Linked DNA regions of Mus musculus: all the other regions are linked to region 4. A link is a contact called in public HiChIP or PLAC-seq and promoter capture Hi-C data. All regions are on one chromosome and are shown on one strand. Each heading gives the region's core, a stretch centred on a gene start, on an enhancer-like site or on the middle of the called end of the contact. The rest is flanking DNA. Distances are from core to core; before and after follow the strand shown. Region 1 overlaps Col15a1 (collagen, type XV, alpha 1). Region 2 overlaps Tgfbr1 (transforming growth factor, beta receptor I). Region 3 overlaps Col15a1 (collagen, type XV, alpha 1). Region 4 holds the start of Stx17 (syntaxin 17).

Evidence for each region. Promoter capture Hi-C pulls out the DNA fragments that hold promoters and counts their contacts. HiChIP or PLAC-seq counts read pairs in DNA pulled down with a chosen protein or histone mark.
Region 1: a promoter capture Hi-C map of liver shows a contact between it and region 4, with 2.8 times the contacts expected there. The contact joins the enhancer-like site here to the promoter of Stx17 in region 4. A contact is called at or near these places in 9 of 39 promoter capture datasets (embryonic stem cells, hematopoietic stem and progenitor cells, hippocampal neurons and 5 more).
Region 2: a promoter capture Hi-C map of the HPC-7 cell line shows a contact between it and region 4, with 5 times the contacts expected there. The contact joins the enhancer-like site here to the promoter of Stx17 in region 4. A contact is called at or near these places in 17 of 39 promoter capture datasets (the 3T3-L1 cell line, 3T3-L1-derived adipocytes, the C10 cell line and 9 more), 2 of 115 datasets of contacts at active chromatin or transcription factors (large pre-B cells and stem cell-derived neural progenitor cells) and 1 of 9 other capture datasets (adipose tissue).
Region 3: a contact with region 4 is called in an H3K27ac HiChIP or PLAC-seq map of microglia, with 5 times the contacts expected there. The contact joins the enhancer-like site here to the promoter of Stx17 in region 4. A contact is called at or near these places in 4 of 39 promoter capture datasets (hippocampal neurons, liver and neutrophils), 1 of 115 datasets of contacts at active chromatin or transcription factors (microglia) and 1 of 9 other capture datasets (embryonic stem cells).

The regions. Positions count from the first base shown.
Region 1 is chr4:47,291,774-47,296,676 of GRCm38.p6, reverse strand. Col15a1 (collagen, type XV, alpha 1) reads right to left here. Exons shown (of 40, transcript NM_009928.3): 25 at 4,304-4,357; 26 at 4,148-4,207; 27 at 3,429-3,497; 28 at 3,270-3,311; 29 at 554-599. It overlaps Gm52732 (a long non-coding RNA gene), which reads left to right. Exons shown (of 3, transcript XR_003955396.1): 3 at 289-2,921. Among named protein-coding and RNA genes, the nearest start is that of Gm52732, 8.9 kb to the left of the region's middle. Within about 2 kb of position 2,331, at least 146 of the 459 cell types and tissues checked have an H3K27ac peak or open chromatin away from gene starts, as enhancers often do. A contact at or near this core is called in hematopoietic stem and progenitor cells, hippocampal neurons, liver and 1 more, where this site is marked.
Region 2 is chr4:47,400,044-47,405,189 of GRCm38.p6, reverse strand. Tgfbr1 (transforming growth factor, beta receptor I) reads right to left here. Exons shown (of 9, transcript NM_009370.3): 5 at 2,220-2,387; 6 at 1,664-1,820. Among named protein-coding and RNA genes, the nearest start is that of Gm32435, 28 kb to the right of the region's middle. Within about 2 kb of position 2,804, at least 11 of the 459 cell types and tissues checked have an H3K27ac peak or open chromatin away from gene starts, as enhancers often do. A contact at or near this core is called in the HPC-7 cell line, where this site is marked.
Region 3 is chr4:47,254,468-47,260,206 of GRCm38.p6, reverse strand. Col15a1 (collagen, type XV, alpha 1) reads right to left here. Exons shown (of 40, transcript NM_009928.3): 7 at 2,938-3,047; 8 at 1,403-1,537; 9 at 227-355. Among named protein-coding and RNA genes, the nearest start is that of Gm52733, 5.3 kb to the right of the region's middle. Within about 2 kb of position 1,791, at least 18 of the 459 cell types and tissues checked have an H3K27ac peak or open chromatin away from gene starts, as enhancers often do. A contact at or near this core is called in liver and microglia, where this site is marked.
Region 4 is chr4:48,122,469-48,127,502 of GRCm38.p6, reverse strand. Stx17 (syntaxin 17) reads right to left here and starts at 2,584. Exons shown (of 8, transcript NM_026343.2): 1 at 2,545-2,584.

The DNA.
Region 1 (4,903 bases), core at 1,082-3,581, 830 kb after region 4:
TCTCTCTCTCTCTGTATGAGTGTATATGCGTGTATGTGTATGTGTCTGTGTGAGTATATACAGGTGCAATACCCATGCATGCAAATGTATGTGAAGACTAGAGGATGCCCTTGGCTGTCATTCCCCCAATGTTGTCCACCAAGCCCAGTTATTGTTTATGATGATGATGATGATGATGATGGATGTGGGTTCTGGGGATTGAACGCAGAAACTCAGGCCTTGCCTTCTTCAGCTGAGACATCCTTCCTGTCCTATAATTAGTTTTCCTGTCACTTGAACTATTTTAAGGACTAAGGAGGCAGGAACATCAAGGGACAGCACCAAGCAGGCGTCCATGACTGTCTTCTGAACAGATCAGCAAAGGAATGAACAGAGGGAGCGCTTCCCGCTACCCGGGATGCACCAGGTCCATGAGGAAAGCAGACAGAGGTATGTCCCACAGCTCAGCTGCCACCCCTCCCCCATGCCCCGTTAGCCCCTCCTGACCACCTCATCCATGGCCAGCACTAGGTCAGGAATGTCCCTGAGAAACCATGAAGAAAAGAGTGTGTACCGTGGAAAGTGACAAGCTCTGGGTCGCCAGGGTGAGCGGTACCAACCTGGGGAGAGAGAAAGGCCCAGTCAGACATGGGAAGCCCTGCCCCAGCATTTGTCCTGGGGACAAATCGCAGAGGATGAAATGACACTGGCCAGGCTTCTATTTGGCTTTGGAATACTCCTCAGTACCCTCAACACAGACTTCTCAGGCCTTCATTTGGGAAACCCATGATGTAGCTGGCCTCGAGCACACAGCATTGAGATTTCTGGCCAAAAATCTAAGCAGAAGGGAAACACAAGGCTTCCAGACTGCATTCGTGAGTGCAGCCAATGCTGAGTGTCTTGGCCTCCTTTCTTATCAATTAGGATTGGCTCACATGTGAGGCCAAGTGTCCAAGCCAGCTCTGAGCAAGTTCTGAAGCTGGGCCAATCGTCTGCTTTGCTACTGAGTGTAATCAGAGACAGGCATAAGGCACAGGTCAGGCAGCAGTGGCAGTGACAAATAGCAGGGTTGTCATTAGATTGGAGGGGCTTTTATGGACTCTTCATTAGGTGACAGGGGTCTGGAATCCAAGCAGTTCTGGATAACACTGTTCAACTGTCTTAGCTTCATTCCTTGTTACTGTGATTGGAAACCCTAGCGAAAGCAACTTGTGGGAGAAAGGGTTTATTTGGTTTACAACTCCAGGTTACAGTCCATCACTGCTGTGAAGTCAAGGCAGCACTGCATGGAAGCAGTTAGTCACATTAAATCCACAGTCAAGAGCAGAGAGCAATGAATTAATGTATGCACGTGAATGTCAGCTCACTTTCTCCACTCTTAGGCAGCTTAGAATCTCTTGCCTAGGGTATGGTGTCTAGTATAGTGGGCAGGTTTTCCTGTCTTGGCTTAGGTAATCTAGATAATTCCAGGCCAACCTGATCTAGACAACTCCTTATTGAGACTCTTTTCTCGGCCAATTTGATTTGTTCTATGTTGACAATTAAAGGTAACCATCTCACTCTGCCTCCATCTTTCCCCAGAAGATGCTCCACCTAGATCTGGGATCTTTCTGTGCTTGTAAGTGGGGATTGCAAGCTGCTTAGGGGTCATCATGAAAAGATATTGGGAAGAGGAAGGAACCTTCCAGAAAGAAAATCTAAGGACGACCTTTACAAGTGGTTAAGCAAGGTGGTAGGAGTATATAAACTGTCATGATGTTAAACTGATGAAACTGGAAGATGCTTGCGAAGTGCTGGGTGTGTTTCTGTTTGATAATGTCTACTTTGAGGGCCTCGTAGGAAACACCCATGCCTCCAAACGCTACGGTGTCCCAGTATGCCACAGGAAATTAAAACAAGACAAAACACGTTGAGCCTGGCATTGAGTTTAAGTCACTCCATAACTGCCCCACCATCCCCCGAGTGTAGATACCACACAGGGTTCCACTACAGGTTGTACAACTGCAGTATCATTCCCACAACAGTCTAAAGTTTGTGGTCTTCTGTCTCATACTTGGTGTGTTGGGATTGTTTGTGGGAGGTAGTAAGGAGGTGGGGCTCTGTGTTGAGAGGAGGGACCTTGAGCTCTGGGAAACAGTGGGACCTAGGCAGCCTCTGCCCTTGTATGAGGAGATGCAGTGTTTTCTTGGGGTATCTCCAGAAGCTGCACTTGCAGCAGATGCCTCGCTACAGTTATCTGGATAAACACGCCCTTGGTGCTGCTGTTGGGCTCACTTGGAGCTTCAGCCCTGTCCCCTGGGGGATCCCGCGCTCTGCCTTCCAGGCTAGCATGCTTGGACCGTGGGCTGCCCACATGGACGCCTCAAAGGTCAGATTTGGACATAGGCCTAGGCCAATACACAGCCAGCCGGCCTGCATCAGTTAGAGGCATCAGCGACCAGCAGCATTCCCATTCCCACGGGAATCAGTATAAGCCCACTTCAAAGAATATTTTGAAATGATCATCTGCAAACTCCAGAAAGCAGAGACCACGTCTGTCTAGGTCATTCCTGTGTTCCCCCCGGGGCCTAGCAAGAGTCCTTGGCACTGGGGAGAGCTCAGTAAATATTTACTGAAAGAATGAGAGAATGATTGCGCACAGATCCATGACTCATGCCTTGTCCCCGTGTTTCCTCACAGAAATAAATGTCTCCCTATGATACTGGCAAAATCCTACAGACGGTACTGCCAACTGCCTGGGGGAGGGGGAGGCTGGGCAAGGATCACAGTGCCTGCACCTGCTTCCTGGTCACCAGGAGATCTGAGCTGTGGTCCCAGCTGCCCCATGCTCCGTGACCTTGGGCTAACCAAAGAGCTTCTGTGGGTAGCTGTCTTCCCATGATAACTGGGAGAGATAACGCTTGCCTCTTGGGTAACTCAATCTTTGAGGAGGATGGAACTGAGTAGTTACAAATTTTAACCCCCAGTTCCCAGCTCAGAGGCCACGAGTTCCGGTCACTTCTTTTAGTTAAGAAGGAGTCTATTTTGCAATTTTATGCTTCTTCCGCCCCTGAGGCCAAATGTTTGTTTTACTAATAGACGACTCACTGTTAAAATAAGCCAGTGTGTGGTATTTCATTACCAGGGTCTATTATCTAGAAACTTCTAGATCTTTAAGGGCCTATATGTAGATAGATGATATCAGAGAGTAGACATACAGGAATGGAAAAGTGCCCAAGGCAAGATGGATCCGTTTCCTAAAACAGGCACTGGTACTTAGCCTGCTGCATGAAGACATGAGAGTTACTTACTGGTGTTTTGCAGTGTGGCCGGGCAGGTATTGGAAAAACAGCCTGTGGAAAGAGAATATGAGGGGTGAAGGCATCAGGAAACCTAGCACCAGCTGAGGCCAATCTGGTGCTCACTGCAGGGTCCCCAGGAAAGCTTCTCCCAACCCCATCCTAACTTACGCCTTTGATGTTAACCACAGCTCCAGGGGGCCCTGGGGGCCCTGGGGGTCCAGGTAGGCCAGGTGGACCCTGAAGGAAGAAAAGAAAAGCCGCTGCTGTGTTTAAGGATGTGGGAGGCAGCTACAGCATTTGCTACACACTCTGAGCTGGAAGCTGGGAGGGAGTAGCTTCCAGAGCACTCCCTCATCTGGGGCATACTGAAAAGGGTTGGTAAAGCATGCGGGAGACAGCTGGACAGCTATGCCGTCCTGGCTGACACCCACAAATAATGAGGCCCAGAGAAGGGATACAACCTGCTCAGAGCCACACAGCAGCTCACAGAGAACTGAAATTGGAACCCAGATTCTGGTTCCCGGAGCAATGCTCCGTTAAGATCTGCATTCCTGGGCCGTGTGTGGGAGCAAGGAGGGGGGACACAGGATGCATAGAACCCCTTTTCTTTCCTTCTCCTTTCTGTCTGGTGTCTGCATTGGGGAGACTGACACTCTTCAGCATGGGAATGGTCTAGGTGGGACACAGGACCCTCCTGAGAGTGAGATGGGGGGGAGCGGGGCTGAGTGTGTGCACCTCTGGAAGCAATGGAGGAAGAAAGAAAGCTTCCCTGAGCACACATTCTGCAGGCCCCACTCATTGAACTTCGAGGTACTGGACACTCTAACAGGATCTCGTCTGCACTGCAGCCCCAGGGCATGAGGTGCAGAAGTAGCCATGGTACTCACAGGCAGCGTGACCCCTCGATCTCCTTTGGCACCCTTGAGGCCATTCAGTCCTGGGCGACCCTGAGATACACACAAGATGCCTTAGTGAGCTCTTGCTGTGGGTCAGCTTTGCCACCACATGCCCCATCTTTTAGTCTGGGGAACACTGATACCTACAGGTCGTCCTGGGAGGCCAAACTCTCCTTTGTGTCCTGGTGGTCCTTTGGGTCCCTAGAAGCAAAACAAGCACCAGGCTAGCAAATGCCCGAAACTCAGAGTCCAGAGATAGGGGAGTGCTGGGACTGCTCTTGTAGGGAGAGCAGCAGGGACAGGATGAAGGGACATTGGCAATGGCCCTGGAGTACCCGCCTGCCCGGTTCCTGGTCTCCTGCCTCTCCTCACCTAGAAGCATTTGCTCAGATTTTCAGATCTCCCAACTTTTCTAAAGGCTACACAGCCAGGACCACCTCAGTCAGAACGGAAGAAAGAGCAAGAAGCCAGCAGCTTCGTGCCTCACGTGCCCAGGTGCTCACATGCTAGGCTGGCACAGAACATGGAGCTTTGCATTGGTCATTCATTCCAGGGTCCCCATGTCCTCTATTCTGAATCAGCTCTGCTCCTCCCTGTGCCAGTGTGCCCAAGAACAGGCTGGAGGATGGTAGTCTGCCCCACCCCCACCCATCTTGAAGCCCAGCCTCAGAACAATGCCTCGGTCCTCCTGTAGAGTCCCTGACCCACAGACCCTTCTCCAGTGATGGTTTTCTGGGTCCACACACT
Region 2 (5,146 bases), core at 1,555-4,054, 720 kb after region 4:
CATGGATATATTCTTGTAAGAAAATGTGAATCCCACAAGGCTAGCTTAAGATACAAATCTCTTCCTTCTGCCTGTGTCTGTAAATAACATGTCCTATTTGCTATAATACCAAATATACTCTTATCTCTCACTGTCTAAAAATCTTGAAGTCCTAAGTCCTAGCCAGGATACCTAAGCCTAAGAGGCAGTGTTTTGAGCACACACTGACAAGTTCTCAGCCTAATACAAAACCAAAAGTAAAAACAAACAATCTAAAAAGTCCTTTTAGACACCTCCCTATACAGACATACATAAAATAACACGTGACTGGGATCATATCAAATGCAAGCAAAATATTAAGTATCTAAACTGGTTTTCAAATTAATGATGTTGACTAAATCCCATGAAATGCTGAAATGGCAGTTCCATGCCATCTGTCTTCTGATCATGGCTTATGAAAGACACACAGAGAACAGCTGTGCCTGTTACAAATACTCTAATGTACACCACCCTCACGGACTATTTAGGAACCACAAATTTGGAACTGGAAGTCTTCTCACCAAAACAGTATGAAAAATGAAAGAGAAAAGGCACTAAGTTCTGAAGTAAGTAAGTTTCTCTCTCTCTCTCTTTCTCCTTCTTTCTGTTTTTCTGAGACACAGTTTCTCTGTGTAGCCCTGGCTGTCCTGTTGCTCTGTAGACCAGGCTGGCCTAAACTCCAAGATCTGTCTACCTCTGCCTCGTGCACCACCACTGCCCAGCTCTGAAATTTGCTATAGTTACAGGTCCTACAGACCACTACTGAGGCTCACTCAGCCGGTCATGAGTTCTCCAAGTCCCCAGCAACCCAGAAACTATAAATACAATTCAGATTGACTAAAGTTGCTGGCTTTTTCCAAGTTCAAAGTTTTGAAGAAATATTGTGACGCAATTTTTAAACACAGTAAGATTTTAAGTCCAACATCTCAGCTTGCCAGTCATATGAAGTAGGTCACATTACTAAACCTTAATAGTGTGTTTTTCTCTTCTGAGTTAATAGTAATGACATCTATCTACAGAGGTTCTTTTGAGGATAAATGACTGAAACAAACATTTATGAAAGTGGATTAGGCACTTCAGTAAGTACCTGGAACACAGGCCTCTTAAGCTTCTTGCAAGCCAATGGACTACACAGATCCAGACACACAAAGGGGCAGTTAAAACATAATGTGAGAACACAATTACAGCAAATGACTCAAAGAGTCACTCACTATGCTGCACCAGGAAGGTGTAAGGGTCCCGAGGATCAGAAAAGGGTTCCTTGAGGTATACAAGGATGTTAAGGACACAGTATGTTAAGGGATGTATGTTTTAGGACAGCATACACAAATGTTCTATGGAAGAAAGACAACAGAAAATATGGCTATGGTACAGAAACAGGAAGGATTTAGACTACTATTGGTTATTATTATTCTTACAATTAACCTAATTAATGATAATACTTTCTGGAAGGGCTGTCTATCAATAGGCTTGTTTTTAAGTTAAGTAACTAGGCTTCCGAGTAGCAAAGACCCTAAAAGCTTGTGAACAATCTAATAAAGGACCAAGTTTGAGCTTCAGAAGAGATACAGATGTGAAAATCTTGGGGGGGGGGGAGGGTTGGTAACATTAACCATTATTAAAGACCATTTATTCCTAAGTTTACCTTTTAGTGCCTACTCTGTGGTTTGGAGCAATATCAATTGTATCTGTGGCAGAATCATGTCTCACAGCAAGTCCCAAGTCTGCAATACAACAGGTTCCATTTTTCTTCACCAAGATATTCTTTGATTTCAAATCTCTATGGGCAATAGCTGGTTTTCCTAGAAAACCAAAAGTTAGAAATGACTGCTAAACAAGAGATACCATTCACAATTCACTTTGAGGTCCAAAAGCCTCACTAGTCCCAGTGTGAAAGCACTTGAGCTACATCACCTATAACAAGTAGACTACTACTAAACTCAGCAAACCACTGTGTCGAAAGGGAAGAAATCGTTTAAATCTTCAGAAAACATAAATCTAAGAACTAAAAATAAAAAATCAAGGTGAAAAAGTTGTTGGTTTGTTGATCTCTAAGTAAACTTTCAGATTTCTTATATTTTCATTGGAAAAAACATTCAAATTTTAAAAAGCTACATATCTCCAGTTAGGTTTCACGATCTGAATATATATTATACACACAGGAACATAAGCTTAAATAACAGAACTATAGAAAGTGTTACCTTGGGTACCAACAATCTCCATGTGAAGATGGGCAAGACCACTTGCTGTGGACAGAGCAAGCTTGATCATTCCTTCCACAGTAACAGTGTATCTATTCAAGTAATCGAAAAGGGATCCATGCTCATGATAATCTGACACCAACCACAGCTGCGTCCATGTCCCATTGTCTGCACGTCAGAACACATACATTTCAGTCAGGCTGCTCAAAACTTGCAGCTCACTCGAGCTGTCAGTACTTTTCACTATCGCTCTTGAACACACACCTGCAACATGACGCCACCTTAACTTTGCATGAATTCCTTCCATATTTTCTTATAGTTTTTCTATACTTTTATGTGCATATATTTCAGATCCTCAGAGTATACCCCCTATTTGTGAGATAAAGCAATGATAAATAACTCCATTTAAGAGAAAAGGAATCATATTCCAACAGTGTTCATTTCCTCAACCTACAGAGATAGTAGCAGAGCTGGGACTCCTTAGTGCCTAAGGCATCTGGGCTGGATTAGTTCACACTCAGTGTTGCTCTGGAGGAAGAAGGGCAGCAGCAAGTGAAGATAAGAAACTTCTGGGGAGCCAAGTATGACCTCAATAGCATGTGACAAAACTGAAGTAAGCTTTGGTGAGAACTGACAAGCTTCAGTGACAGACTGTACAGTTCTCAAAGATGCCAGACAAGATGATCATAATTTCAATGCTGCTCTCTCAGAAAAACCTCTGATGCTAAAACAGGAACTAAAGTGTTGAAAGAGAAGGCTAAAGAGACTAGGACTGAACCTCACTGTACAAGGTGATTTGGAACCTAAACAACTTGAAATGTGGGTGCTAAGAGTTCCTTGGTAAACTGATACATGCATCTGAAATGTAACATTAAGGTTGGCAGGCTCCTAGGCTACACTGGTTCAGTAAATGCAATTTAACTTTGAAGTAGATGGGAAAACAAGAAACAACACAATTCAATAAAATATACACCCTAAGTCATGTACTGGCTAGTTTTATGTCAGCCTGACACATGCTAGAGTCATTAGGAAGCAAGGAAACTCAACAAAGAAAATGTCCCCACTAAAGTGGTCTATGGACATGCCTGGGGTGTACTTTTTTGATTAATAAACCATGGGGAGTACTCATTGTGGGAAATGCCACCTCTACACTGGTGGTCCTGGGTGCTAAAATAAAGCAACCTGAGCCAGCCAGAGGGAGTCGGGGGTGGGGGGAGCAATAAAAATTGTCCATTCATGGTCTCTGCTTTAGTTCCTGCCTCCAATTCCTGCTTTGACTTCCTTTGAAATGAACTATGACTGAGAATGTAAGCTGAAATAAATGTTTATGTCTCCAACTTGCTTTTAGTCATAGTGTTTTACCCCAGTAATAGAAAAACATAACTAAAACAAGTTATACTGACCCAGGCAGGAACCCAGGGTCTGTGTGTTATTGATTACATGGACTCAGACATATTTTTGAATGGGCCTATGTTTCTTCTTTTATACAAGAACAACTTACTTTGAAGACTCTTAAGATATTTAAAGAGAATACAGAACTATATTTCTTTTTAAAGTAGGTAATACAATGTTTGCCATATGAAAATTTAAAATGTGATGTTCCCTACAGCTACAGACAAAAGGGAAAAAAAAGGAAATATAAATGAGATCTATATTTTGTTGGCATGTACCTTTAATCCCAACACTTGGGAGACAGAGGCAGGAGGCCAGTCTATTCTAGAGTGAGTTACAGAACATCCAGAGCTACATAGAGAAACCCTATCTTGGGAGAAAAGCAAAAACCCAAAACCAAAACCTAACAAAAAAACGGGGGTGGGGGTTGGGGGAGAGGAGGGTGTCAAAAATAATAGGGCTTCATACTCTGGGAAGAGTCCTTTCTTTCTTTTTAATTTTATGTTCAAGTATTTTGCCTGCATGTATGGCAAAATTACCACTTGTGTGTCTGGTGTTCAGGGAGGCCAGAAAAGAGCAATATATCCCCTGGAATTGAAGTTACATAGAGACTGTTGAAAGCCACCATGCAGGTGCTTAGAGTTGAACCTGGGCTCTCTAGAACATTGAGTGTTTTTAGTCATTGAGTCTTCTCTTTAGCCCCATGCAAAGTATTTCTTGTTCTGCCAAAAGAACTCAAGAGATGGAACTCCAGTTGCACAACCAGTTAGCGCACAGTCCTTATACATCAGTGCTAGGCATAAGAACAAGAGATTAGTGATTCTAGGGGTTGGTTTTCTTTTGTTTTTTTGGCTTGTTTATGTTTGTTGTAGTTTTTTTCTTTTCTTTTCTCAACTGTTCTTCATGCATCTCTAAAGTTCTTTTCTTGGTATGTGTACACCACTAGCTCACATTCTTATCTGTAAACCATAACTGTGTTCTGAAAGATTCAAAAGCACAACAGCTAGAGAACACGACAGGAAAGGGAGATTTCCTGAAGTATCTAAGAAGAGAGGAAGAAGGAAGAGATTGCTCATACAGAGAGAGCTGCATAACGGACTTAAATGATGACTCAGCATTTAAGAACCAATACTGGCCATAAGGAGAGCAGAGTTCAGTTCCTAGAACACGTATCAGGCTCACAACTGCCTACAATACCAGCCCAGGAGAACCTATACGTCTGGCCTCTTTGGGCACCAGTACTCAATCACACATACCTGCATGCAGATATACTCACATACCTATAGTTAACAATCTATCTATCTATCTATCTATCTATCTATCTATCTATCTATCTATCTATCTATCTACCTACCTACCTACCTACCTACCTACCTATCTATTTTTGTTTAAGGCTGGCCTAGGCAAAGGTAACCAAATCAAGAGGATGAAGATGAAGAAAAAGAGAAGTGGGATGGAAAGCCTAGGTTCTGCCTGGTACACCTAATAAAGAAAACAGTAGTAAGGTCAGTTAGTTCCCATTGTGACCACCAGAT
Region 3 (5,739 bases), core at 542-3,041, 870 kb after region 4:
TCTGCATACAGTCCTAGGACTCCCCTCTACTCTTCTAACCACACAGGTTACCTGCCTCTTTTCTCAGACTCTGCTAGACTACAGGGGCTGAGCCGTATACTTAGAAGTCCTGGCAAGTTCCACCTCTGAACTAGCATTGGTCAGAGAGGTGTCCCCCTCTGCCCCAGTTTGTTGAGTGTAAGACACACACTGCAAGAAGGCTATTCCAGCTCGCCTTACTCCTTACCAGAGTGGCCTCTTCTCTTGGCTTCAGGGTTGGCCCTCCAGTGGGCGAGCTGTCAGCCTCTGTGTCCCCATCAGTGCTGGTGGGCACCTCACCATCCCCTGATGCTGTTGTTGTTAGATTTTCTGGATCCTGGATGGAAAGATATCCCGAAGGTCCAGACTAGTGGACCACCACTTTGACCCATGCCTGTGGCTTTAGGGGACAGATAGCCAAGGCCTCTCTTGTACCTGTGTCCTGTGCCCGCTCACTTTCAAAGGACAGGCACATCTAACTGCCCTTAGTCTCTGACCTCACCACCCCCAACTGCCAACCACCAAATCACCTGATTGCTTCCTGCCTCCTGCTCCCCTGGCTGAGAACCTCCACATTTCAAATTGCCCTCTCCATTGCCACTCAGAAACACGCTGACAAAATCAATGGATGCTTTCCAGACCCTTGCTCACTGGAACTTTTAAAAAGATCTGACATGTCCATGGCCACCCATGTTCACCTGGACCTGGATTCAGCCTGGACCTGTGCCCCTGTACCCAGGCCAGACTCCTCTGTCCTTTCTCCATTTAGGCCAAAGCAGTTGTTCTAGAATCCTAATCCTATGAAGATCTCTCCACCCTCTCCTTTCAATGGCTGCAACTTCACTATAGGTTGTCAGGCTGCCCAGCAGAAGCCTTCATGTACTGGGCCTCTCCAGATCCATCTTCTCAGCTTTAGGTGACATCAGGATGTCCCCCCCATTCCCCTGCAGACCCCAAAGGCACCCTGTACTTCATCAGTTCTTGTGTGGCCTCTGGGTCTTTGCTCCTCTAACCCTCACCTATAACATCTACCTATGCCATTGGCCTGGATACTTCCCTCAGACTCTCAGGTTCACCTTCTACCTTTCTGAACCCCTTTTCTATACTCACAAGTTGTTTTGGGGACTTCTATGTCCCTTAATCATTGTGTCTTGGGAACTCAGCCTATCCTATTGACCATCAGTCCTGGCTAGCAGGACCAGTGCCTGGTGTGGCACAATGCTCTACAAGCCTCTCCCAGTGAGTGAATGCCCTGCAGCCAGTTGCTCGTGCCCACCTGGATTCGCCCCATAGTATTGCTACTCTGCATTGTGTAGACAGGAGGCTAGTGCCTGCTTCTACCAGGAACAAGCCCTAGCAGGGGAAGTATGCTTAAGCTACTCACCGGAGTGTCCACTTCCCTGATGCTCTGGGTAAACATGGCCAGGGTGGGGCTCCCAGTGGGCATACTGCCATTCTCTGCTTCCAGGACAGTGGTGACAGGCACACTGGCCTCCCCAGTTGCTGTTGCTGATAACCCCTGAAAACAGGACATGGTGAGAGACCCTGCTGTTGGTCCCTTAGCTCTGATCAACAAGCCTATGGCTGGAGAGAACTGAGTACCTGGGTCTTCCACCTACATACACCCTGCCAGCTGACATCCCTGCAGCTCCCTGACCTTAGGAACCTCCACATTTGTGACTTCACCACAGAAGTCTCAGACCAGTCCCAGACTTGCAAAATCCAGGGGACAGAGGACATCTCCGAGACATTGATGTCTCACATTTCATGCCAACGTCTGTTTACACACTGGGTGACCATAGGTCACTGATTCCTGAGTCAGCTGGCTCCAGCTCTGGACACTGTTTAGACACACAGACCTCCTGTGACCACTCCTGTACATCTATCCAGACATAAGTATAATGACATTGCTCTTGTGGTTTCAGCTATGTGCAGGCAGGACTCTGTCCCCAGTGCACGCCAGTGCTAACCTGCCTTTCTCTCTTTCTCTGTCATTTAGTTTCCTCTGGGAAAAGAAAAGATGTCTACAAGGTCTCAGAACAAATGGGGAAATGGAACAGCTGTAGCTGCCGGTGTCATAAAATGCCACATATTTGCCAGGAACGATGGTGCACACATTTAACCCCTGCACACAGGAGATAGAGACAGGCAAATTTCTGTGAGGTTGAAGACAGTAGCCTGGTCTATATAGTGGTTTACATAGGATGTGGGGATGGCATGTTATTTTTGTTTTCTAGGGTTTCATGTGGGGTGAATTAGGTCTGAGTGCACATGTGTATATGGTCATGTTCATGTATGTATGAGCGCATGGGAGTCTTCACCCATGGCTCTCCGCCTTATTTTTGAGACAGCGTCTCTTGCTAACTCTGGAGCTTACCAGTTCTAGGAGGCTGAATGGCTACCAAGCGTCTAGGATCCTTTTACCTGACTCCCTGGCACTCATACTGGGGTAACAGACCCGTCACTGCCACCAGCTCTTTCATGGGCTGAGTATCCACACTCAGGCCTTCATGCGTGAGTGTACACAAATCATGTGTGTGTGTACACAAATGCTGGAGTTGAGAAGATGGTGCTCTGCCCCTATCAGATCAAGCCATTTCTCAAACTGGCTTTGTAAAGATGAAAGACAATTGCTAAGGAGGGCGTGGGCAAGCCTGCAGTTGACCCTGTCCTGTCCTGCGGTCTTCATAAGGATCCCATACATCATGAGCATGCTACATTTGTATTTATCGCCAATCATGGGTGAAGACAAGCTGGGGTGGTTTCTCCTCCACCCTCGCTGGTGTGTCCCTGGAGCTTGACCACTGTGCTCTTTCCATACCACAGGACATCAGTCCTGGTGACATTCAACTAAGACCTCTCCATGAACACCCCCCCCCCGTTAGGCTATCGAATAAAGTTTACCACTCATTCACTCACCTGACCATCAGTGACGTTCAACAAGGCTCCATCCCCTGAACCATCATCAGTACCAGGGTCCCCATCCATCGCATGGACCTCCAGCGTATCATTCAGGATCTCACCAGACCCTACAGGGAGCAGAAATTGTGATGTCAATAACTATGCTTTGCAGTCTCGGAAGAGAACACGGCAACTTTGTACATAGTAACTTGGGAAGATGTCAATGACTCCGAGATAGAGGACCAGGAGGGAAGAGGCAGCCTAGAGAACGGGACAAGGACCTAGGGCCTGGTGGCTTCCATCATGCGTGCTGGCACCTCTTGCTGCCTGAAATCATGCTTTGCCATGCCCCAGAATGTGACGTGGGGCAGATACTTAACCTGTGTCCCAAGTTCCTCCATCTATGAGTGGGGATCATGATTCCTACCTCGGAGGGTAGAAACTATTCTGATGACTCTGTATTATCCGACCGAGATGATTTGAGGAAAGTGTACTGGACAGTGCCAGGCACATAGCAAGTCACTCACAAATACTCATTAGCATTGGAGTTCTATACTCACGGAAGAGAAAGGTGACTACCTATGCGTGCACGTGTTTTCTATCATTCTGTGTGATTATTCTATTACATATGTATGCTATGTAGTAAATATTACCTAGCACACATATTGTTTGTGTAGGTGTTTAAATAATTATGTGCATATACCGCTAAATCACAGTGCTGAATGTTGGCTTCTTCCAGATTACAGGAGTGGAAAGAGAAGAGATTATCATTTCGTCGTCGGTCTCACCGCTGTTCCTACAACCCTATGAAGACTGAATACACATTTGTGGAGAGGGCTCTGAATGGCTATTCGCTGTGCCACCAACCTCCTGCCAGACCAGATTTCCTCATTCTCAGCTTCCTTGATAACACTCCAAGGCAGGTATCTTGCTCTAATCACAACTTTAAAATAGTAATAATAATTATTATTAATTACTAGTATTAGTAGTAGTGTTAAAGACTTAGCATTGGATGTCCTGCAAGCTAAGAAGTACTCTATTACTACGCTGTATCTCTGGCCCTCTTTGTGCGTGTGCGTGTGCGGGTGCGGGTGTTTTATTTTGAGAAAGGGTTTCACTAAGTTGCCTAGACTGGCCTTGAACTTATGATATATTCCTGTTGTCGTCTCCTAATTGGCTGGGATTACAGGCCTGTGCTACCAAATCTGTCTTATCCTGATTACCCTTCTGCAGAGGAGCAAAATCACAGCAAAAGTAGTGACTGGGAGCAGCTGGTAAGACAGACAAGCTTGTCTCCATGCAAGACTTTCTTCATACGTGTAGCATTCACATGTCCCCTCACATCTTCAGCAGCCCCTGTGTGACCACTGAGAACTCCAGGAGTGTTCTGTCCCGCATTGGCCTGTGCTTGGATCCTCCCTGCTCTGACCACCAGGGGGTGCTATACAAGCAGCTACCCTGGCTGGAGCTGGGGCAGACACTGTCAGAAAGCCTCAATTATCAGAGAGCCAGGCAGATGGTACTTGGGCTACAGGCTTCCTTCTCTCCACCATCCGGGCTGTTAACTCACCAAGAAAAGGAGCACTTGGGCTAGCTCTGGGTTTCCCTCTGGCCGTCTGTCAGCTAGATGAGGAGCAAAGCTGTTACTGGGTATCGGTGAGAGGCTCTTCTCAGGTGGAAGTCTCGGCCTCCATTTAGATCTTGCCTTCTCAGACTGGAAAAGCCACCCTGCCTATTGCCCTACTCAGACCAACACAACAGTATCCATGCCTGATGATGTTTCTGTGTTGCTAGGAGCATGGAAACCACAGTGCAGCCTACCCTCTCATTCACCAGGAAGCATGGATGGTTACAATTCACCAACGAGAATTAAGAAAGGTTGCAATCTCAGCCATGCCCCAATGCAAATAGGCAACCGCGGAGGGCTTCTCTCAAAGCTGGCTGGCATTCCTTCTGCCCTCCCGGCTTCCTACTGCCACATCTTCAAGACTCCTTAGTTTCATTGTAACATTATTAAATTATTTATAATTTCCCTGTCTAGTCCTCTTGGTGTCTTACCCATAGACTCCCCAAGTTCCGTTGTTAAAATAACTCTCATTAGCCAATGGCAGAAGCAAAGAGATCAAGAACACTACTACCGTAAAAGATGTTTTGAAACACAGAAGTTAAACAGCGAGAATCAAAACCACCTGCAGTCCTACCCCACACTGGATGTTGTACCAAATGGCTAATGCATCCCCCAAACATGCGAATAACATGTGCTCATAGCGTTGGCTTTAGTAGTTTTGAAATCCACTCTTATGGTGAAGGCTCCACAGCATGTCTTTAACTCATCAGCTCATCCCCATCACGTGGATACAGGACATTGTGTTTGCTTAACAAATCCTTGCTACAGGCAATTTGGATGAACAGTGCTGCTGGAAATCACCTTGCCTCTACATCTCAGAGCTCTGGCCTTTGCTGCAGCTAGGGCTACACGAAACGGTATCCTCAGGCCACGGGTGCATGTCAGTCTGCTGCTTAGGGGGAGTCACAGATGTTCTCTGGGCTTTTGCTTGTGCACTGCAGTGGCGGCGGGGGGGGGGGGGGGCAGAAGCAGAGGAGCAGCAGGAAGGGATCTGAGGCTTGCTTTCGGTTGTCATTTACCCACTGGGTGACCCATGCCTGTTTCTAGCCATCAGTTAGCTGACCAGATCCTCTGAGATCCAGAACGTAGGTAGCAGAAATCAGAACAAGTGGAGATTCGGAGATGGGGCTGTGAGCTTGTGAACACACTCCCTGGCCTTTTCCAGGGGTTGACTTTTTCCACTGGTAAAATTG
Region 4 (5,034 bases), core at 1,335-3,834:
TACAAAATTCCTAGATTCTCAAACTTCTGTGAAGCTATTATATTATTTTAATGATTTTTAAGAAGCACAAAATATTTGTGATAAGATTTATTATCATGGTGTTGTTATATCTGCACTTGTCAAAGCCCATGGACCCATACACATCAAAGAGTAAATGCTACTTCATGCAACTTTAAAAATACCAAGATATAGGAGAAACAAGACTGCATTACCATGGGCAAGAAAGCAAGTAGAGAAGAGGACATGGTAGTTTTGCTGATCACTGTAAGGTTGAAGGTGAGAACAGCTGTGCTGTGTGTTTCTCTGGGTTGTATATTTCAGACATCCTGGAATGAATTTCTGCATATACCAGGACTGAACAGATAGGGAAAGGTTTCCCAGGAAATGAGTCAGTTCTCACTGTTAGAGAACAAGCAGGAGCCAATACTAGGATGATCCTGGTCGTGTAAAAAGACAGAGGTACCAGTCTGCACTTTGATTTCTTCACAATCTATAAATACAGAGATAAACGTTCATCTTGCATACATGGATGTATATATGCATGTACTGCTGTCTTTGGTGAGGCTCTGAGTGTAATGGCACCCTAGTAGCAGTGAGCACCCCTAGACCACAGGTGTTAGTGTCTAATACCATTCTGAAAGACAGAGAGAGGGCAGCAAGCTGCAGGTGAGCGAAGGAGACCAGGAGTCCTTAGAGACGCGGTTGATTCCAGAACTGGTGCAGAAGTCACAGAGGTACAGAAAATAATAAGGACAACACAAAACCTTCTAATGGCCAAAGTGAGAACAATTTGATATATTAAGTACATAATAACAGCAAAATAATCATATGAGATTTTGTTTTTTTTTTTTATTTTTCCAAGACAGGCTTTCTCTGTGTAGCCTTGGCTGTCCTGGAACTCACTCTGTAGACCAGGCTGGCCTTGAACTCAGAGAACCACCTGCCTCTGCCTTCTGAGTGCTGGGATTAAAGGCGTGGGTCATCAGTACCCAGCAATCATAGGAGTTTATGTTGACACAAAATAGTGAATACAGATAAAGAAACCAGATGGAAAGTGCCTCCTTAGAGCAGAAGTCAATAAAGGAGGGAAATTGAGGGCTGTTACAGTATCAAAGTAATAAATAGTACTTGGGGAATAACTGGACTACTAATTGCTATAGAGAATCTCCCAGATACCAAATTTAACTAAGTCATCTGATTGTGTCAACACACAAGCAGTAGGTCCCATCTGGAAGGTCCATGGAGGCATAAACTGAAAAGGGTACTTATACCTTGTGGTATTCTTAACAGAAATGCAACACAATCTAGTCCCAACTAACTATAGACAAACTCCTACTTGAAAGGCATTACCAACATTCCTGACTCTTCAAAGCACACAAAGTCATGATACTGCTACAGATTGGAAAAGGTAATGTCGCCAGGCCCATCAAGAGTAAGGCTGCTTACTAGATACCATTGTAGAATACAGAAGGGACTCTAATAAAAAGAATGGAATCCCAAGAGACCCAGTTAACCAGATAGTAATCTCTTGCTCTCTGTGACTGTATTAAGGATGGTATGTAAAATACTAACACAAGGGCGCTGTAGTGTTCTGTACTATGTGTACGAGTTTTCTTTCTCTCTTTTTTGTTTTTCTAAGACAGGGTTTCTCTGTGTAGGGCTGTCCTGGAATTCAGTCTGTAGACTAAGCTAGCCTTGAAGTCAAGAGATCCTCCTGCCTCTGCCTCCTAATGCTGGGATTAAAGGCATGGGCCACCAAGGCCTCCAGCAACTTCTGCAACTTTTCAATAATTGCAAATGACTCCAAATTTTTTTGTCTGGTGTTTGTGCATGTATAATAATTGCTGTTTCATGGATGAAAGAACGTGTAGAAGACAGGCCTGCAGTCATTTTCCAAGCACACACATTTGCAGTGAGAGGTGTCAAGTGCTTTTTATAAACTTAATCTCTTGGTACTTGCAACTAAGATGATATGGGTACCATGATACTAGGGTTCCACAAGAAGAAAAAGTACCCAAAGGTGAAGTAAATTACTCAAGAGTTATTTAAAAGCGAAAGAGCCCCTTTCCAGGAAAAAGGTCCCAAACTGCTGATAACACTATCTCCCAAGGAAATGCGTCCCCTTGGGCATGTGGGTGGTACAAGGAGAGTAAGTGCTGGCTCGGTCCCCGCAGCTGCGGCCTCTCCGCGTCCTGCTTGGGCACCGGTGTCGCGTCGTCCCTCACGGAGTCACCAGGACGCACCCAGGCCACACCAACGACCCCAGCGGCGCGGCTGGCCCGGCGACCCAGGGCCCGAAGCAGCTCTTCACAGCGACCCGGGAGGGCATAGCGCAGTGGGGCCTCGGCCTCCCCGCTCCCGCAGGGACAGCTACTCCAAAACTGAAAACAGAGAGGCTTGGCCACTTCTGGTCGCGGCCCCGGCGCTCACACTGACCCGAGGCCGGGCTTGGTGACCGGCGCCTCTCCCTTGCGTCCACAGCCCGGCCCGCGGTGACACATCGCAGCCCAGCGACCCCGTGGCGGCAGCCCGGCAGCCCCTTACCTCCCGCCTAGGCGCTCGAGGCCGTCGATACACACTGCGCAGACGCGAGAGGGGCGGGGCGTCTCCAGGGGCGGGATATGTGGCCCCGCCCCCTACCCGGCCAGTGGGCGTGGAGGTAATATAGTGTGCCAACCACTGGATGAACAATTCCAAGTGTTTTATGGGTCGTCTTGTGTACTGTATCTAAGACAATTTACACTTGGATAACCTTCTACATGTTACAGTTTTCCTGCACATTGTGTTCCTTGAATTTTGTTGGCGAGGACGGCCTTGTGCCCCTAGCTCTTTAGGTGTGTAAAAACTGAAGCTCGGAACCCAGTGCCATCCTTCCCCGCCCCGCCCCGCCCCGCCTCCCAGAGCCCCTGAGTGACTGGCTAGGAGTATCTGAATAGCCACAGGCACAAATGAAAGAAGGCATAAACTTTTTTGTCCAGAGCCTGCTGCAGTGCTTTGGGCGTCTGTCCTTATTAAAATGATACCTGGTCACTTTGAGGCTCAGCACAGATAGGAAGTGACTCACTCCAGTTCAGCCCGTTTGTGACAGCGCTGTACTCACAGCTGGTTTTCCTAATTTCTTCTCAAGTAGTTCCAGTTGGACCAGCTGCTGCTAGAACAAGCTTTGAAGTGTGTGCAGGTCATTGATTCTCCTCTCTGAATGTTCTGACCTCAAGACCTAGCCAACTAAAATATATATATGACTATTCAGGTCTTTGCTTGAAATGGATCTTCTGATGATGAAGTTTTCAACAGTCTTAAGAACATTTCCTGTTAGCTGTAAGGAAACTCAGTTCTTAGGATCTGCAGGTAGAAAGGAAGTAGAGGGGGAATTTTAGCCCACAGATTAGGGGCTTAAGAAAGTCTTGAAAGGCAATTTTTAAAATAAAGCTCATTATTAATTAAGCTATTTGAATTTTCTTTGGGGTATACTGGATGTTAGTGTTTATGGTACCCTTAGTTCATAGATTGAGGCATATCTATCAAATTTTCATCCCAAGGAGAAAAATAAAGGTATTAGGTAATGCCATAGGATGGATGGTAAAATGCCAAAGTCAGTTAAACAAGCAATAGGGAATCATTTAATTGGTAAAGTGCCTGCTTCACAATGAAGACCTGAGTTTGGACACCCAGCACCCACATACAAAACCAAGCTCTGTGGTATATGTTTATGATCCTAATACTATCTAAATAGACAAAAGGATCCATGAGCTTGCTGCCCAGCTGGTCTTGTTGAATTGGTAACCTCCAGGCTCACTGAGAGATGATGTGTGTTCTCTCTCTCTCTCTCTCTCTCTCTCTCTCTCTCTCACACACACACACACACACACACACACCGAATCCATTAAACAAGACCTTTTGAAGTAAAGATAACTAGTGTTAAGTTTTGAAAAAGTACAACAGGGAGCTGTGGCACTCTGGAATTGACTTTGGCCTTCCAGGTGGTTGTATGATGTTTGCTGTAACTTAGGTGTGTCATGTAGAGAGATAATGATATTTAATCTAACAGTTTGGCTAGCCTCACTTACAATCTACAATACTTAATTGAATCTTTCAATATTTAGACATAAGGGGTGTGACCATTCTCTGTGCTCTTGCCTTAAGCCATAAAGTTATTAGGATAATAAGATCTGCTGCCACGAGACAAAGTTTTCTTGATATCTTAACTTAACCCAGTAGATCCAAAGAAAACAAAACAGTAAGGAGAATACATCTTGGAAAAAACAAAAACAAAAAAGAAATTATTACCTGGTAACATGATTGCTTTCATGGAGAGCCTGTAGATATGAATTCAAACAACTTCAAGGTGGTTAAAGAGATGGCTCTTCTAAATGATAATCACAAGGTTAGAAATGTAGCAGGAAAGTGAACACTGAGAAAAATGTGTGATTGTATCTATGAGAAGGTAGAGGAGCTATAAAAAGAGTGGAGTAGCCCCAGAAAGGTTGGGTTTGGGGAGGAGAGGCTTAAAAGGAGTGTCAAGTATCAACAATCTCAAAGACAAAAAACGCAGGATTACCTCATTAGATGCAGAAAAGGCCATTGACAAAATTCATCACCCCTTCATGGTAAAAGTCCTGGAGAGATCGGGGATGCAAGAGACATACCTCAATAAAATGAAGGGAGTTTACAGCAAGCCCATAGCCAGGATCAACTTAAATGGACAGAAACTCAAAGCATTTCTACTAAAATCAGGAACAAGTCCAGATTTTCCACTATCTCCACACCTACTCAATAAAGTCTTAGCTAGTGCAATAAGGCAAATGAAGAAGAGCAAGGGGATACAAGTTGGAATGGAAGAGGTCTAAATATCTTTGCAGATGATATGGTAGTCTGCATAAGTGACCCTGAAAATTCCACCAGGAAATTCCTATAACTGATAAACATTCTTAGCAAAGTAACAGGATACAAAATCAAGTCACAAAATTCAGTAGAGCCTTTCAATATATAAATGACAGATGGACCGAAGAAAAATCAGTGAAACAAAACCTTTCA